Linked DNA regions of Macaca mulatta: region 2 is linked to region 1. A link is a contact called in public Hi-C data. All regions are on one chromosome and are shown on one strand. Each heading gives the region's core, a stretch centred on a gene start, on an enhancer-like site or on the middle of the called end of the contact. The rest is flanking DNA. Distances are from core to core; before and after follow the strand shown.

Region 1 (4,685 bases), core at 713-3,212:
ACTCCCACCTCCCCGACCTGGACCTCTCCCCACCCCAGAGGGCAGCTTGGGGCGGAAGGGCAGCACCCTGCAGGACTCCCTCCCTCCCTCCGGGGCAGCTGGGCCCCCGCAGGGCCAATCGGGTAGGCCGCGGCGCTGGCGGGAGGGCGGCCCGCGGGCGGGCGGGGCGGCCAGGAGAGGTTATTTTCTGCTGTTTTCCCTTTCTCTCTCCCCCTCCACCCGGGTCCCTCCTCCCCGTTTCTAATTAAAAAGGAGATAAAGCCACACGCGGTCCCAGCCAATCGGCCTGACCGGCTTCCTGGATGCTGGATGTGCGCGGCGCGGCGGGGCGGCGGGGCTCGGGCCAAGATGAAGATTAAAGCAGGGGAAAAAAGAAAAGCCACCCAGACGCGGGCGAATCAATAACACTTAAAACACACCGGCAGGCTGGCGGTACTGGCGCGAGCCCCGTAGCCGCCTCTTCGCCGCTGGTCGGGCTGGCGGCCCCTGGTCTGCTCTGCACGCACCTGCTCGCGGCAGCAGCCCGACAACTTGCGAAATCCCCGCTCCAGAGACGTGGACTGGGGAAGTGACGGGGTAGGGGGGTAGTAGTGACAAAACACAAAGGATCCTCACACACACCCCCTAGCCGCAGCCCCTGCGGTCCACCGCTCCTCAAAAGGGGCGGTAGGGGGTTCACTGATGGGGGGTGGAGGGGCAGGGTGTTCGAGACCTACCAAGCGGGCCCTTCAGCGCCAGAACCTCTATCCATGCCTAGACTCCCCTCGCCCCCCCGCCGCCCACTGCTCCGAGCTTCACACGCGTTATGTCTTAAGTACAAAGAGTGACCGGCTTTGCACAAGCAGCTCCAGGACTCGTCCCGAGCTGCCCCCTCCCACCTTCCAGCCAGAGCGCCCCCGAGCACCACCTCCACAGAAACGTTGGGTGAAGCCAGAGGGCTGCTCGCGCGCCCGGCAGCCTCTGCTGCCCAGTTCAAGGGGGCGGGGTGTCCCGCCTCTCTCTAGCGCTTGTCTCCCTCGGTGTCTCGGGCCGCCTCTTGTCCCACCTTTGTGTGTGTTTGTTGGGGGCGGGACGTGCTGTCCCCTTGGCCCGGGAAGGGGCTCTGGGAGTCTAAGGGTCCCTGGAAATCGAGTGGTGCCAAGGTTCCGAGCGGCAGTTTATGTTTTTGCCAGCGAAAGTCCTTCCCCCTGGGTACCTGTTCCCTGTTTGCACGGACCGGCCCCGCCAGCCACCTGGGGACTGCTCAGTCTGTAGGAGCGGCTGTGCCGCGCCTCCTGAGAGAGTTCCTCTCGGGCTCCGGGGACTGAGCTCCCCGAGAGCGGCTGTGGACCTGGCTTGATGTTCCTGCTAGACCTGCTGTCCCTATGCCGGGGTCCGAAGGGTCCCCGGGATGGGCTGAACCTTTGCAGCAGCTAGCCCTCCCCCAGACTCCCTCAGGCTGGAGCGTCCCTACCGGCTGTCTCTGGTCCTGGGAGATTCCAGACTCAGAAGTCCTCAGGATGGCCAGTCCCCCTGCCTATATCTCCTGGGGCGTCCGCCTGCGGGGGGCCTTTGTGCGTCCACCGCTCCCACACCGCACCCACCCGGCCTCTCAGAGAAGCTGTGGAAGTTGGTGGCCGGCAGAGGCTCTCAGGCGGCACACCTCCCTCCCCGGGCCGTGCCAACTTTGCCAAGACACGCGCGGAAAGGGCGCAGGCAGCCCTTACCCGATCCGGAGGTAGACCATGCCCAGGCTGAGAAAGAGGTGGCCCAGGCAGCGCCGCGCTTTCCGGTTCATAGTCCCGGTTGGCCGCCGGGGCCGCGGGCCGGGCTGTGCTGATCCCGCGGGCCGGCCCCGGCGGGGCAATCAACATAGCCCGCCCGGGAGGCGCGGGCCGAGGCGTCCCCGGGGCCGTCTGTCCGTGCGCCCGTCTGCGCGCTCGGCGCCTGAGCCTCGCCAGGAGCGCGGGAGCCACGGAGCGGGAGGAGGGAGGGAGGAGCGAGCGCGGCGTGGGGCGACGCCGGGCTGCGTGCGAGCGACCGGTGCAAAGTGTGCGAGACGCGGGTAGTGCGGGGGCGCTGCTGCCTCCCGCCCCCGCCCCTCCCTCCTTTCCCCCGTCCCTCCCCCACCCCCTCCCCCGCCCGCCTCCCCGGAGCGCCCGCCCCGCGCCCCTGCGCCCGCGGGACAGGGCCGCCTGCACCAGGCGCGCGCTTGTGCCTTTCCATGCGCGCTCCCGGGGGCCCCCTCCCTGCTCTGGGGTGCAGGTGGGAGGCTAGCGAGCACAGCCTGTTTGGAGGCAGGAGGAGCCCGCTCGTCCCTCACCCGTCACTAACTTGCAGGTTGCAGGGCGAGTGGGCGTTGAGAGGCTGCCCTCGGGTGGAGTGGACCAGACTCGGCCGAGAGCCCTAGTGCCTTGGTCTGCTGCCCCGCTCGCTCAAGCCCGGAACAGGGCAATGGGGCTGACAGAGCACACCCCAGTTCCCCAACCCCAGCTTCAGGGAAGGGCGCCCCCTTTCGCGGAGCGACTGGCGGACTGGCTCAGCGTATTTCTTCCCTACCTCCACCTATTCGAGGGTGTGGCAGGGGGTGGCAGAAGATACTTGGGCAGCCCTCTCTGGGATCCTGCTGTTAGCCGACAGACGGAGTCGGGCTGAGGCCCAGGCACCCCGCGCGGAACAGCAGTGGGGCGCCTGAGCCGCGGGAGTGTGAGGGGCGCAGCTGGCCGCTCAGAGCACGCTCGCGGCGACACCAGGCGGACGCGGCGGGTGGTGCACCTTGGCCTCGCTCCCGGGAACAGAAAGCTTTAAGTGCCCTGGCCTATCCCAGGGGGCTGACCCCCTACTTTGGTGTACACCCCATTCAGTGAGTAGGGGGAGTCTAAGTGTCACTGGAAATTGGGTGGTGCCAAGACTCCGAGCGGCAGTTTATGTTTTTGCCAGCGAATGTCCTTCCCCCGGGTACCTGTTCCCTGTTTGCACGGACCGGTCCCGCCTGCCACCTGGGGGATGTCCAGTCTCTAGGAGCGGCTGTGCCTGCGCCTCCTGAGAGTGTTCCTCTCGGGCTCCAGGCACTGAGCTCCCTGGGAGCGGCTGTGATCCTGGCTTGGTGTTCCTGCTGGACCTGCTGTCCCTATGCCCGGGTCTGGCAAATCTGAACTCAGGTTTCAGCTGAAGACACCGAGGCTCAAGAGGGTGAAGGTGTTTGCCCAGAGTCAACAGCTAGTGAGTAGCAGAACCATATGGGAAACAAAGTATGCCCAACTGTAGTAATCTCCTGCACCCAGGCTTGCCTATCCTTCAAGATTGCCTTTCTAAATTACACATACACACACACACGCGCGCCACCATTCAGGCATTCACTCACATTCCATATTCTGTGCCAACCACGATGGTGGGCACCGTGGACATAAGGAAAAAGAAAGGCTAGAGTCTTTCCTCTTGGGTCCAGGAAGGAGGCAGATCATAAGTGAACAAGAACAGGAGTTACAGATAGTAGACCATTAAGCAGGGTGATGGGAGAGGGAATACTGGGTGTTGGAGGGTTAATTTTAGATCTGAGGAGGTGGCATTTGAGCTGAGGCCTGAAGGACACAGCATCAGGGGTCCAGCACTGCAAGAAGGGTACCGGCAGGTGCAAAAGCTCAGGGGTGGGCATAAGCCCCGGAGAGGAGATGGTGGGCTATGATAGAGAGAGAGAGAAGGCCTGAGCTTGAAGGGAGATGGGCTACGCAGATCCACAAGGCTGTGTGGGCACGTCAAGGAGCTTGGATTTCAGTGGTGTGTTCAGTTGGGGACATTGGAAGGATGAAGAAGAGGGTGACTGATCTGATTTGTGTGTTCAAAAGCTCCCTGTAGCTGTCCTGTGGGAACACACTGCGGGAATGGGAACAGGTGAGTAAAGTGCACGGTCAAGCAGACCAGAGAGGAGATGACAGTGGGGATCCAGGTGAGACATTGGTGGTTTTGGGTTAGGGTGGTGCTCTTAGAACATGACCACAAAATTATTTGACACTCCTCCCATGAAGAAGTGGGTTCTCTGTGCTCTCCCTGCGTGAATCTGGGTGAGCTTGTGACGGCTTCCACCGATAAGATGTAGTAGAAGTGATGCTCAAAATTACAAGTCTTCATGATAAAAGACAATGCAGTCTTTGTTTTGTTGGCTGGAGCACCAGTGCTGGGGCCCTGAGCCACCATGGTAGAGGCCTAGAGGCCACCAGGCTGTGAGGAAGCCCAGGCATAGGCAGAGGACACCTGTGCTTGCTCCAGCCCATAGTCCCAGGTGAGTTCAGCACTGGAGTCACCTTGCTCAGGTGCCAGAAATGTGGGTGAAGGTACCCCCACCATCGTGTCATGCTGGCTTTGTGTCTGCCAAGCTAAGGCATGGTGGACGGTGGCTATGTAGTACACCCAGTGTACCCTGCCCAACTTCCTGAGTCCTATAACTTGTGAATATGATTGTTTTACACCACTAAGTTTGGAGGCGGTGCTTATTACACAGCAGTTGTAACTAGGACAATAAGGGTGGAAGTGGGGTGCAGAGAGGAGAAAAGGACCCAGGATACGGGGCGGGGCCTGTGTCTTGCACAGACAGGACTTAAAAGGATTCAGGGGAGAGGGTGGAGGGGTACAGAAAGAGAAAGAGGAATGATAGGTGACCCCGATGTTGGCTGGAGCATTTGGGTGAATGGAGGTGCCTTGTAATGATC
Region 2 (4,685 bases), core at 673-3,172, 220 kb before region 1:
TTGGGGTTAGGAGGCCCAGGCTGGGCCCGTGAGCTGGACACCCCACCCCAACACCTGAGGTAGCTGCTACCCAGGTCCCTCTCTGCATGCTCCTGGATGGGGCTTGGCTGTGGCTTCCACTCAGGCCCCTGGATATCCCCTCTGCAGCTTGGTCCTCTGTGACTCACTCTTTCTTGGCCCTAAAGGTTAGTGCAGGGCCAGGCCTCGTCCTCTTCTCCATTTATCAGGTCGGAAGCTCAAGGCTGACCTGGCTGGGGCCAAGGTTTATGTGCTTGTCCTCCCCACCCAGCACCGCTGACCCTGTGAAACATGCCAGGAAGGGTGGGGACAGGAAGGTGACAGTAGGACTTCTGTGTCTGCCCTGGGGCACTGTCAGCTGGGTCAGGATTTATGCCCTGATGTTCCCACCCCCAGACCTGGTCACCAGGCCCACGCCCTCGGTCTGGTGCTTAGCCATCCCTGCAGGGGGCCCAGCAAAGCCTGAGGGCTGGGAGCTGGCTGGGGTGTGGGGTGGGCCGGGGTTGGGGGTTGGCAGAAGGCCACTGCAGATTAGGTCCCAAGTGAACACTGCTAGCGTCTTTGTCCAGCTGAGAGACATCGGCTGGCTGGGACATCTTGCCTCCTGGGGCCTGTTTCCGCAACTGTAAATGGCATTGCCTTAGTAGCCACCCTTTGGGGCTCTAGGATAGCACATGTCCACAGGACCTCAGCTAATGTGCCCGCCTGCAGTGTCCCCCATTTTCTTTTGGGGAGCTCCCCTTGCCAGTGCCAGTGCACATGGTCTTTGCTGGGCCATCCTTTGCACACCGTCTCTCCAGGCCTGGGGCTTGAAAGAGCGCCTCCTTAGCGGGGGCCCTAAACGCTGGCTGGGGCTCCAGGGGCAGGAGGTAAGGGGAGAGTTGGTTTTAGTGGGTTTGCTGGCAGTGATCTGAGTCCAGGGGTTGTAGCGGAAAGAACTGGGGGTGGGAGGAGGTGCAAGGCCAGTTGGATCAGCGGATACACAGGAGATGGTGTCTTTGGTCACCCAGTTGCTCAGTTAGAAACCTGGACAGCCTGGCCCCTGCCCCTCCCCACACCTCCTAGCCAGTGGTGAGTCTTGCACAGCCCTCTGTCCACCCACTCCAGCACTCGCCCCTTCCCACCTCTTCCCCTGCCTCTGCTGCCCCGGCCTGCTTCCACTACCTGCATCTCTCACCCACATCACTGCAGTCGCTTCCTCAGTGGCCTCTGCCTCCTCTCCTCTCCACCCCCTCACCCTCCATTGTCACCACCTTGCTCCTCACAGCTGGCTGAGCCATTATGACTAATGACTGTTCTCAGCTCCCAGCCCCATGGTTTCCATCACACCAGGATACAGTCACATTCCTTGCTGCGGCCTGTGAGACCCTCGGAGTCCTGGTACTGCCGCCCCCTGAACCTCCTCTCCTTCCCTTTTCTCTGCCACGTCCACAGCTCGGTGAGCCCATTCCCACCTTGGGGCCTTTGCACTTGGCGGTTCCTCTGCCTGGCACATGTTGGCTCCAGTGTTCATAAATCTCCTTCCCTCCCGTGTCTCAGGTCTCTCCTCAGATGTCACCTCATCAGAGTGGCCTGTCCTGACTGCCATATCTACAATACCCTCCCCAACGCCTGGCATCCGCCTCCTCCCTCTTGTATGATGTCTTCAAGGCACTTTCACTTGTGGATATTGCTTTATATATTTAGTCGGAGGAGTATAATCTGGGGGCCCCTGGGAGACAGACTCTGGCATGATGGCTGTTGTGATGGGGGAAACCGGGGCATCTCCTGGGGACTGACAGCAAGTTGCTGCCCTTCTGGGCCTCAATTTCCCCTTCTGTGCCATAAGGCCCAGGCCGTCTCTCTGCCCGCTCACGTGTCCTGGGAATGCTGAGCCTTTGCTTTGTCCTGGAAGTGGGGTTGCCATGGAAACAGAGGCAGGCGGCTCCAGCAGAGGCAGCATCCACCTCCCTTTGTTAGACCCAGGGCCTGCTTTCTGGGGGCCCCCTTCTGCGGAGGAGTGTGTGCTTCTTGAGGGGCCAGTAGCCTCTACTTGGTCCTACTCTGGCCGTCCTGCCCCCAGCCCCCAGCTTGCAGTTTGCTTCACTAGATTGTAAGGAGGATGATGAAAAGGCAGAGTGTTCCAAGCTAGGGGTGGAAAGTCAGGGGCATCAGGACCCAGGGCACGGGGAGCAGGAGCGTGTCCTCATCTCATGTGGCTTTAGGCAGTTCCCCCATCATCCTCTGCGCCCCTAGCCCTGACACTCCCTCTGCACACAGCTCTACTTTGATCAAACCAGTGCCTGGGCCACCTCCCTGCTCCCATGCCCTCTGGGGTAGGATGTGGGCTTGGCGGGGAGTGACACACGGCAGCTCCAGGCGTGGCTACAGCTGGAGACATCCCGTCTGCCTCAGGCCCCTTAGGGCCGGGCGATACAGGAAAGGGGACCTGCTCGTGAGCACAGCTGGGCGATGGGATGCCAAACCCCTGCCCAGGTATCCCCAGGACGGCGCTGCAGCAGGAGTGCCCCTGATCCCGGGCGATCGCTCTCCAGCCCACTAGGCTCTTGGACGGGCTCAACCCGCCGCCCTGGCCCGGGGTTGGGGCTGGGACGCCAGGCCCCTGTGGTGACGGTTCCCTCCAGCAGGTGGCGAGGCTCAGCCGGCCAAGGAGCCGGTGCCTCCCGCTGGCTGCCGCCCGGCCGCCGCCTTCCGCCCTTGCCCGCCCGCGGCCGTCCCCAAGCCGCTCCCGGCCGGGCCTTGAGCGCCTTTTCCTCTTCCCGGCGCCCTGGCCGCCCGGCGCGTCCCGCTGGGCAGGAAGGGCCCGCCCGCGCCCAAGGCCAGGGCCGCCGCCAGAGGTCGCCCGCCGCCAGGGGCTGCTGCGGCGCCGGGGACGCGCGGGGCCTGAAGGTCTCCCAGGCGCACCCAAGACCCATCCGCGCCGGCCGCCTGCCCTGTGCCCCTGGGGCGCGTAATGGTCTCCTCGACGCTCCGCCCTGGCTTTGCCCATTAGTGCCGTTAGTGCCATTAGTGCCGTTAGTGCCATTAGTGCCTGTGTGAGCGGGACCTGGGTTGGAGGGACCTGCCAAGCCAACTCTGGGGGACCCCTCCTCCAGGGAGCCGCCTCCCCCTCGCACTTTCGAGGGGAGCGGCTGCCCAGAGATAGCCAGAGACTACAGGGCGCCTTGGGCCACCTCTCTGGAAGGCACAGACAGGTGCCATCCCTCTCTGGGCCTGAAGGCTTTCCCAGAGAGCAGGAGGAGGAAGTCCCGGGAACATTCCATTAAGGAGATGACACTCTCTTAGGTATCTATAATATCGCTTCTTTGGAATCGCAGCGCCAGAATTCAGGACCCCTGCCCTCAGAGTTTTGGTACAGTGTAGCCATGAGGCACCCGATGGCTTGGGTTCAAATCCCAGCTCTGCCATTTTCCAGGCAAGTCCCCTAACTTCTCTGTGCCTAGGTTTCCCACCTGTGAGATGAGGCTAGTGATGGTACCAGTCCTATCCGGTTGTGGCAAGGACTAGATACTCGGTGCAGTTAAGCTCTAGCACAGCACCCGAAGTGGTGATTACCATCACTTGCTACAGAGGATTAGACTCACAGGGTCAGGAACCCAGAGACTTACATTGGACACAGAGATTCAGGGTCTCGAGAAAGAGAGCAGAATCTACCCTGCAGAGAGTATTTGGTCCAAAATTTTCTCTTCCTGGGAAGAAAAGGAAAATGAGAGGCCCCAGTACATTGAGTCATAGTGGTGAACTCTGGGCCAGGCCAAGACGGAGGCCTTGGAGATGCAAACCAGCTAGGTGGCAGGGGCCAGTTGCAAAACACTTTGAGCCCTAGGCTCCCCATCTGTAAAACGGGCACTGCTGCCTCTCATGTGGGGCACGCCAGGGATGGGGTGTAGCACACAGGTGCTTAGTAAATGTGGAGTCTTCTCTACTTTGTCACACAGCAAGGGAGGCTTTCATGGGGAAACTGGGCCGGCTGTCTCCTTCCTCCCAGAAGAGAGTGATGACAATAGCTGTCAGGCCATCCTCGAAGGGTGCTGGGCAGGTGGAGGGCAGCCCTCGGTGCCCCCGGCTGTCCCCTTGAGCCACCCATCCCTCTTCCCTGCTGTGGCTTGCACACCCTGAGCAGCAAGTGGCAGGTGAACAGTAGTTGGAGAGGGGGCAGGCAGGTGCACCAGGTGGGGGTGTTTGTGAAGGTGCAGATTCAGAGCAGGGACAGGTTCGACATCAGTGAGATGGGGGCTTTGTGACCATCTTCAGTAGCCTCACACTGTACCTACATGGAACTGAAGCAGAGGAGGCTAAGGGACTTGCCCAAAGCCACATGGCCAGACAGAGGTGTGTAGGACGAAGTGGGCCAAGCCCATATGTCTCTTGTATGAGCAATGTCCAGGCCTGATTAATTTCTATAGACCCCTCTGTATCAACATGGAGCAGGATGAAGATATAGTTGTTGAGTGGATGACTGTGTCTGTCAGGCCACATTACCAAAGGTCTATACTTGCAATGAGGGAGGGGACATCCAGTTTTGCTTTGTTCTCTGGGCTCTCTGACTCCTGTGCTCAGCTCCGGACACATCAGTGGACCCTGAGATGAACAGCAACCCCTGGAGACAGCATTCTATTAGGAGATGGGGTGGCTCCGCTTGGAGGGGATTCCCACTGCTGTGCCTA

What was found. Hi-C and Micro-C count contacts between places; a contact is called where the count stands out from the background.
Region 2: a Hi-C map of fetal cortex germinal zone shows a contact between it and region 1, with 14 times the contacts expected there. The contact joins the enhancer-like site here to the promoter of WNT7A in region 1. A contact is called at or near these places in 8 of 14 Hi-C or Micro-C datasets (CD4 T cells, blood, cortical neurons and 4 more).

The regions. Positions count from the first base shown.
Region 1 is chr2:152,723,136-152,727,820 of T2T-MMU8v2.0, forward strand. WNT7A (Wnt family member 7A) reads right to left here and starts at 1,963. Exons shown (of 4, transcript NM_001265938.2): 1 at 1,707-1,963. The coding sequence starts at 1,777.
Region 2 is chr2:152,506,744-152,511,428 of T2T-MMU8v2.0, forward strand. No RefSeq gene overlaps it. Among named protein-coding and RNA genes, the nearest start is that of FBLN2, 130 kb to the left of the region's middle. Within about 2 kb of position 1,923, at least 13 of the 40 cell types and tissues checked have an H3K27ac peak or open chromatin away from gene starts, as enhancers often do. A contact at or near this core is called in fetal cortex germinal zone and fetal cortical plate, where this site is marked.